2 separate regions of the Oryctolagus cuniculus genome follow, and region 1 is linked to region 2. Evidence: chromatin contacts called from public Hi-C data. All regions are on one chromosome and are shown on one strand. The core of a region is the stretch at or near the end of the contact, and the rest is flanking DNA. Distances in the headings are between cores, read along the strand shown.

Region 1 (4,376 bases), core at 745-3,244, 170 kb after region 2:
ATGGCGAGGGACTGTACCCTGGACTCCAAAACCATACTCTGCATTGCTCTGTGTTTGGCCTGGAGGGTCCCAGGAACAAGAGCCACAGGTGAGCCTGGCAACGGCCTCTAGAGGGCGCCAGTCACTCCTAGGAAGCCAAGGAACAAGGGTCGCCCTCCCCTTCAGACTTGGATGCAGAGAAGAGCCACCTCCTCTCCAACACCCAGGGGCCGCTGTTGAGGGCTGCAGGTGCATTTGTGGCTGGGGAGAAAGGATACAGGAAGTCTGGTTGCCAGGCTCTCCAAGGGGGGGGGCTGCCAGAGTGAGCAGGGCACTTGACGGAGGGGGGAGGATGAAGTGTGGGGGCGGCAACTGGGGATGATGGGAGGGTCGCTGAGCAGAGTCGCCACCCCTGATGAGGCCGGGGAGCGGGCCGTCAGAGCAGCAGTTCCAGCAGCTGAGCAGATGGGGCGGGGGAGGTGTGCAGGAAAAAGTGGAGCTTGGGGGGGGGGGCTCTTAGGGGAGGGGCACGGCCAAGAGCAAGCTCAAAGGGCTTTCCTGGAAAGGTGCAGTGAGGCTGCCGGAGCGGGAGGAGGAGAAGGGGAGGAGCAAAGGATTGGACAAGAACTGAGGGCACATGGGAAGCACCCGAGGCCCAGAGTTGGGGTGTCTCACCTGGAGGGGGCAGAGGGCTCAGTCTCAGATGAGAGTGGGTATAAGGCTGTGAGACTCACAGACCAGGGGCAGGCGCGCGGCCCAGCTGTTAAGGTTCCAGATAAGACGCCTGCATCCCACACAGCCCGCCTCCAGGTCCTGACTCCAGCTTCCTGCTGTGCAGATGCTGGGAAGCAGCGATTGGGTTCCTGCCACCCACGTGGGAGACCTGGCTCCTGGCCTTGGCCCACTCAGCCTCAGCTGTTGCAGGCATTTGGGGAGTGAACCAGTAGATGAGAGCTCTCTCCATCTCTGCCTCTGTGCCTGTCAAACAGATAATTTAAAAGAAAATAAGGGGCCGGCGCTGTGGCATAGCGGGTAAAGCCAATGCCTGCAGTGCTGGCATCCCATATGGGCACTGGTTCAAGTCCCGGCTGCTCCACTTCTGATCCAGCTCTCTGCTGTGACCTGGGAAAGCAGCAGAAAATGGCCAAGTCCTTGGGCCCCTGCACCCACGTCGGGGACCTGGAAGAAGCTCCTGGCTCCTGGCTTCGGATCAGCGCAGCTTCTGCTGTTGCGGCCACCTGGGGGATGAACCAGCAGATGGAAGACCTCTCTCTCTTCCCACTCCTTCTGCCTTTCAAATAAATCTAAAAAAAAAAAAAGAAAGAAAGAAAGAAAGAAAGAAAGAAAGAAAGAAAGAAAGAAAGAAAGAAAGAAAGAAAGAAAGAAGAATCACAGGCTGAAATGAAGCTGACACAAAAGTCATTTGCCTTCAGGAAGTCAAGAAATTTCATTCATGCACGCATGACCTCATTCCGTGAATGCTACCCCGGCACTCATTGTGGCCAGTCTCCATGCAAGACACTCCACGAAGGAATGGATAGGTCTCAGCTCCAGTCACACTGGGGAGACACATTAACACTGGGACAAGCCCCCCATGGGTGACTGCAGTGCACACAGCAGTGGGGGGGTCCTCACCCAGGGAATGAGCAAGTGGCCTTGAAGCTGAACCCTAGGATGGGATAGGAGTTACCCATGGAAAGGGCCCCCCAAAAAAGAGGGGAGACCCCCATGGGTAAGGGTGAGGTGAGGAGCAGGGAGAGGGGAGGGGAAAGAGGATCGCAGAGGGCCTTGTAAGCCAGGCGTGGAGTTTCCAGAGGGACTGAGGCTTTGAAGGGATTTTAGCCAGGGAGCAGCAGGATCAGATTTGCATTTTAGAAAGATCACTCGGGCTGCAGTGTGGAGAATTGATTGGAGCGGAGCAAGGGAGCAGAGAGGCTGGCTGTGGCTGCAGGGCGGCGGGGGTGGCAAGGAGGGCACAGAGAAGGAATCGTTAGGATTCAAAATCAGCAGGACTTACATTGGGATGGGACCAGGGACGGAGGGAGAGGAGGGCCCAGGGTGCTGCCCAGGTGCCTGCCACCCATGGAGCGCCGAGGGGGCCGGGAGAGGGGAGGGCCCCATCTAAGAGCCTGGGGACAGCAGGGACACCTGTGGGCAGGCGAGGCCAGGTGGATGTTCTTACAGCGCTGCTGTCTTCTCAAGGAGAGAGCCTAGGACAAGGCTGACCCCAGGGCCAGCATGGCCCAAAAGTGGGTAAGCTGCTCTGATTCCCAAATGAGAGGAATTTCTCCCCTCTCCCCGTCCTGAGAGGGGGGAGAAGCCCAGAGAGCCCTGGGAGAGGCGGGGGGATGGAGGGAGAGTGAAGGCCATTGGATGTTCCCACGTTGGACAGCAGAGGCGCCCGCTGCCATGGGTAGGGGCTGACCCAGTTTGAGAAGCTGTGGAATAAGCCCCTCCTCCGTCTGCCCCGCTGCCCCCTCCCCAGGCCCACATCCTGAGGGCTGTGGGCTCTGTTCTCTGTGAGCAGGATTTCAATTTCATATCTTAGGAGCTCAGAGCACTCAGCCAATTTGGGGACAGAGCCTGGAGGAGGGGACCTAGCCCAGGAGCCCCTGGGATGAGTGATCTTGCTCCATCTAAGCTGACCTTGGGGACAGAACGCCCTGGAAATCCAATGCTCCCCAGGTCTCCCCCCTGCTCCCGTGCCCTGAACCTGCAACCCTGGGGCAAGACCTCTACCTGCCGCATGAGCCGGGTTCAGCCAGGCTCGGAAAACTTCCTGCACGGTTCCAGCTCAGCGCCCAAGAGCACCCTTTATCCCACCTCCGTCCTTGCACCCTGTCCTGTCAGCTGAGCTCAGAGTGGAGCAGGCACACAGCACCACCCCTCACACCACCACCGAGGCGTACATAACCTACTGTCCCCGTGGGAGCAGCACGTTCCTCGCGACAGCCATGTGGTGAAAGAGAGGCAGGTGGACGGCCAGAGAAGCGCGCAGAGCTAGAGCCAGGCAGAGACACAGGGGACAGAGCAGAGGCCCTGGAGCAAGAGTGCGACAGCTGAGACGCAAGGCACAAGACATGGAGCCGGCGACATGCTGCTCAGGAAACAGGCTGGCATGCACGCTCTGGGCGGCCATCAGCCGGGCGCTGTTTGCTGAGTTCCTGGCCACGGGGCTGTATGTGTTCTTTGGCGTGGGCTCGGCCATGAAATGGCCCTCGGCACTCCCCTCTGTACTGCAGACTGCCATCACCTTCAACATGGCCACGGCCATGGTCGTGCAGATCTCGTGGAAGGCCAGCGGGGCCCACCTCAACCCCGCCGTGACGCTGGCCTTCCTCGTGGGCTCACACATCTCTCTGCCCCGAGCTGTGGCCTACGTGGTGGCTCAGCTGGCGGGGGCCACTGCGGGAGCCGCTCTGCTTTACGGGGTCACTCCAGGAGACATCCGAGAGACCCTCGCCATCAACATGGTAGGTGGAGCGGGGGGAGGGGCGAGTGGCAGGTGCATGGGCAGGGGACACCTGGCAGGGGCCAGGGGAGGTAGTTTAAGCAAGGGTGGGGTGCCAGGCCGGAGGAGAGGGAGGCAAGGAGAAAGCGGTTCAGCCACAGGCTCCACACCAGCTCACAGCCGGCCCTGGCACGCAGAGCAACCTGACCTTGGCCTTATCTGGGTAGGATAGGAATGGACTGTGGTGTGAGAAAGCTGAGAAGAAGCCACAGGGATCGCTTCTTCAGTCTAAGTTCTACTTCCCTGAACCCTCTCCTCCAGCTCCAGCTCTGCGAGGGTCCTGCGTCCCACCCGCCGGCGCCCCCGGGGGTGGGCGGAGCGGTCCTGCTGCGCAGGTGGAGCCCGCACCCACTCTCACGTCTGTCCCGGTTCCACCAGGTGCGGAATGAAGCCTCCACCGGGCAGGCGGTGGCGGTGGAGCTGGTTCTGACCCTGCAGCTGGTGCTCTGCGTCTTCGCCTCCACCGACAGCCGCCAGGCCTCGGGTTCCCCGGCTGCCATAATTGGGGCCTCTGTGGCAGTGGGCCACCTCATTGGGGTAAATACAGGACAGCAGCGAGGCCGTGCAGGCGCACGTGCTGGAAGTCCGGCGCGGGAGGCCGGGGCGGCGGTGTGCAGTGCGGCAGGTCTGGGACTCTGTGCTTTGGGCTCAGAGCCTCCCCACAGCACCCTGTCTCCTCGCAGCTCTACTTCACCGGCTGCTCCATGAACCCGGCCCGCTCCTTCGGTCCTGCCGTCGTCGTCGGAAAGTTCACCGTGCACTGGGTGAGGCCCTCGCTGGCCGCTTGGGAGAAAGAAGAGACCTCGCCTAACGGCAGTAGGCAGTAAAGGCTGGGTTTTGCCAGCAAAGGGCCCTGTGTGGTTCGGGGAGATAAGCGGCGCCCCCA
Region 2 (4,060 bases), core at 300-2,799:
GGGTGAACCAATGGAAGGAAGACCTTTCCCTCTGTCTCTCTCTCTCACTAACTGTCAAAAAAAAGAATGTAAAATTCTGAAGTCCAGGCATAGTTTCTCATAATACTCATTTTGTCATGAGCTTTTTATAAATGCCTCATACTTTATCATTTGTATGTCTTTTTATATTTTAACAGTTAAAAAAGTTTCTTGGCCACTCCAGGATCACAGAAATGCTCACCTGCATTTACCTGGAATTCCTGTGGCTTGGAGGCTTGGATGCACTCACCCGGGCCACAGGCAGGGGGCGCTGCATGCACAGCGCGGTGGTTTCTTTTTTGAGACTTTTTTTTCGATAAAGAAAACAAAACATACTATTTGTAGAAAGTCTTTAAAAAAAAAAAAAGAGTAAAGAAGGAAATAAAACAACACCGGCAACCAAGAGAAAACCTCAGTTTACATTTTTGGGACAACCCTTGGGGTTGGAGGGGGTTGGGTGTTCTGGACACGGCGGCCTCCTGTGCTTGGGAGGCAGTAGACAGGGTCTTGCACAAGCGGGAGGCAAGCCCACTCACCCACTGTCCACGGACACAGGCGCGAGGTCACTTGAATGCTGCCCGCAGATACTGCAAGCCCAAATACGAAGGGTCACGTGGGTTTTAGCCAAGCCCTTCCTTGAGTCCTAGAAGAAACTGGTTTCCCAGGACTCCTGCGGCTTGCCTGAGTGTCCCCCCAGCACCCCAGCCCAGCCCCTGAATTATTGCGGATGGGACATCCGGCCTGCGTGTTGGGTGCACACTTGTGTGGTTGTGGGATGGTGGTCTGGGTCCCCAAAGGGCTTTGGCTGCACGCTGGGGAATCAGCACGTGTGTGTGTGTGTGTGTGTGTGTGTGTGTGTGTGTGTACACGTGCTACATTAGGCCACTGTGCTGGAAGCCCAGGGGGCACTTCACATGTGCCACCACCAGAGGGCAGCACAGGGCAGCAGGTTGCTGGGAAGAGGGCAGCTGGGCCCTTGGGTCTCAGCCGGGATGAAGCGGAGTGAGAGTCAGACCCAGGCCCAACTCCTTCCCGGAAAGGCCACAGAACTCTCCTTCGGGCGAACAATGCCCAGTAGGAAATGAGGTAATCTTGCAGGCCCGAGCAGAGCAAAGCGCTTGAGAAACTCCAAGTCAGGAGGAGGACGCAGACTTCCCGGCAGCTTTTGGGAAACCAGTTTATTCTTGGCCCAGAAATCCAAAGGGCTAGAGAGAGAGAGAGAGAGAGAGAGAAAGAGCGAGAGCGACCTGGGAATAGAATGACCCGAGGAAATGGGATTGGGACTTCTCAACGAAACCAGGCTGCGAGGCTGACTCCTGACTTCAGGTCAGGCGAAGTCAAGCCCTGGCTCTCAGGAAAGCTCCCAGGGAGGGAGTTCAAGTCCAGGCAGAAGACAAGCCGGCACTGTGGTGCCACCCGCAGTGCTGGCGTCTTAGAGCCCTGAGCGAGCACTGGTTCAAGCCCCAAGCTGCTCCACTTCTGATCCAGCTCCCTGCTAATGCACCTGGGAAAGCAGCAGACGGCCCGAGTGCTTGAGCCCTGCACCCATGTGGGAGACCCGGATGACCGGAGTTCCTGACTCCAGGGTGCCCCAGACTGCGTTGTAACAACTATTTGGGAAGTGAACCAGCAAACGGAAGCTCTGTCTCTCCTTCTCTCTCAGTGTCACTCTGCCTTTGAAGTCAACCAATCCATCTTTTTAAATAAATAAACAAATACCAGTGCAAAGCTCACAGGCAAACAGTACCCCTGTCGGGTTCCACCACATCTCAGCCACAGGCAGGCACTCACTGAGCACCCCGGGCTGCACTGATCTACTTTGCATGTACTGGTGCTTTGGGAACTGTGGGGGTGTTTGAGGAGCAGTGTGTGCTGTCTTGCTCTCAGGGTGCACTGGGGGTTGGAGAGGCACTGCTGGAACGAGCTGGTGTGAAAGGAAGACCCACGAGCTCTCTGGTTGGCCACAGCACAGGCTGGGCCAGAGTTCTGAGTGGGCCCAGCCATCCTCCCTGCCCAGGGACTCCCCAAGCCGGGTCATAGACCTTTGGTACCAACATAAAGTAGGACGTGTTCCTACAGGAACCCCCCACATCACACACAAACTGTCCAGAGCCCTAGCCACACATCCAGGGCCTCCCAGCTCTGTCCCAGTGGCCTCCAAGTCAGCAGGAGGTGATGTGCAACAGGCTTTGTCACATTGCCACACCTTGCACCCCGGCCAGGAAGGAGGTCTTCCCAGTCCAACCCGCTGGCCATTGTGAGATGGGTGGGTTGTCACCTGGCCACCAGTAAATCATCACCAGCCAGAGGACCGGAAACCCACAGTTCCCTATGCCATGACAAGGAAGCTTGGGCCCTTCCCAACAGCCCAGTTTCCGATCCTTCCTTCCCAAACTGAATTCCCATGCCAGGGAACTTCTGGCTGAGATCTGAGCTAGGCATGTGGGGAGTGAGCACCTGGGAGACTGAGCAGAGGCTTGGAGGAAGCAGCGGATGACCCCCCCCCCCCCCGCCAGGGAGGCCCACAGCTGACCTGGCCTGAGGCAGCTTGGCCCCACCCCCGCCCAGAGCCCTGGGGTTGGGGTCGCTTAGTAGGCCTAAGCCACCCCGCGTCCCCAGCCTCTGCCCCTTTGAGGGTAACTCCAGCCAGCTCCACTTGCTGGCCGAGCAGTACACAGGGAGCCCAGGTCCCTGGCCAGTCACAGACTGGCGATGCCAGCTGGAAGGGAGACGCCCACCCCTGACACCCCCCGCCAAGTCCTCCCACATGACAGCCCAGCCAGAGTGCGAGGGGCTCCAGGTTTTATTAGGGATCCGGCAGAAGCAGAGGCTGGGAGCAGAGCAGCCACGTTGTGTAACGACACATAAATTAACCGCAGTGCGGGGCTGGGGGGAGGGGACCGGGCCGGGCACTTATATATATATATAAAAACCAGACAGACAAATCGACCCCAAGGACATGGGGCAGTGTGTGTGGGGGGGTGGGGTGGGGGCAGCACCATCCAGACAGCAGGGAGGGCCAGGGCAAGGCAGAAGGCAACTTGTCCCCCGCACCCCACACCCCACCAGTGCGGGATCCTGGGACGACCCCACGGGGCCTTCGGGGCAGGGAGCAGCCAGGTTGGGCAGAGATGGCACAGCTGGTGGGCCGGAAGCCCAGCACCACAAGATGGCTCAGCCCGACGTGGGGGCTGGGGGCTGGGCCACGGCGGCCGTGGGAGCCCCCGGCCCCTGCAGGAAGAGCCTTACTCTGGGTGAGAAGGGGCCGGGGCTGGGGGGGTCTCTCCCTGAGCTGAGCATGGGCGGTGGGCTATGCCGGGGACCCCCGTCACCTTCTTCTGATGCACCTGCCGCCTTGCGGCGTCTCAGGGCAGCACGGAGAGCGCAGGGGGCCGGCCCTCAGCCCTGACTCCCGCAGGAGGACAGCGAATCATACAGTGAGTCGCTGAGAGACTCCGAGGTCTCCAAGCCCGGAGGGCCTCCACTGGCCGCCCTGCCTTCCTCGCCCACATCCGACGTGCTAGGGGTGCGGCTGCCCCCGAAGGCAGGGCCTTGCGGCGGAGGGGACGGGCGGCTGGGCTCCAGGTTCTGCTTCCGGTCCACGGGCAGGGCCTGCGAAGGAGACGTAGCTGGAGGACGGCCCACCCCTTGTGCACCTGGTCACCTGGCCGCGTGGCCCCAGCAGCTGCCAGCAGAAGCTCCCTCATCCTCACCCCCTGGAGACACTGGCCTCCCCGTCATCCCCTGCTCCCCACCCTGCCTCTCACCAGGGGGTTCCTGGGCAGCCCCTCCAGCTGTCGGGGCGAGCACAGGAAAGGGTCCGCAGAGCTGCCCGCTGCCCTCGTGTTGGGGAAGGTCCAGTTCTTGGCCAGCTGCACGGGGGGTGTTGGGCCTGGGTCTTCACAGGGATCTGTCCAGGACAACGGGAAGGAGGATGCAGCCGGCCGGCTCCCAGAGCACTCCAGGACCCCTGGCCAGCCCGCTGACACTCACCCTCGGGACACTTCTGATGGCCACGGTGGCTCGGGGCGGCCGGAAGCAG

The links. Hi-C and Micro-C count contacts between places; a contact is called where the count stands out from the background.
Region 1: a Hi-C map of an unstated tissue shows a contact between it and region 2, with 2.6 times the contacts expected there. The contact joins the promoter of AQP6 here to the enhancer-like site in region 2. A contact is called at or near these places in 2 of 6 Hi-C or Micro-C datasets (ear pinna and an unstated tissue).

What each region holds. Positions count from the first base shown.
Region 1 is chr11:53,312,515-53,316,890 of mOryCun1.1, forward strand. AQP6 (aquaporin 6) reads left to right here and starts at 1,995. Exons shown (of 4, transcript XM_008256432.4): 1 at 1,995-3,452; 2 at 3,869-4,027; 3 at 4,174-4,254. The coding sequence starts at 3,060.
Region 2 is chr11:53,141,637-53,145,696 of mOryCun1.1, forward strand. NCKAP5L (NCK associated protein 5 like) reads right to left here. Exons shown (of 13, transcript XM_051845450.2): 11 at 4,012-4,060; 12 at 3,786-3,928; 13 at 2,804-3,630. The coding sequence ends at 3,418. Among named protein-coding and RNA genes, the nearest start is that of TMBIM6, 25 kb to the left of the region's middle. Within about 2 kb of position 1,550, at least 2 of the 8 cell types and tissues checked have an H3K27ac peak or open chromatin away from gene starts, as enhancers often do.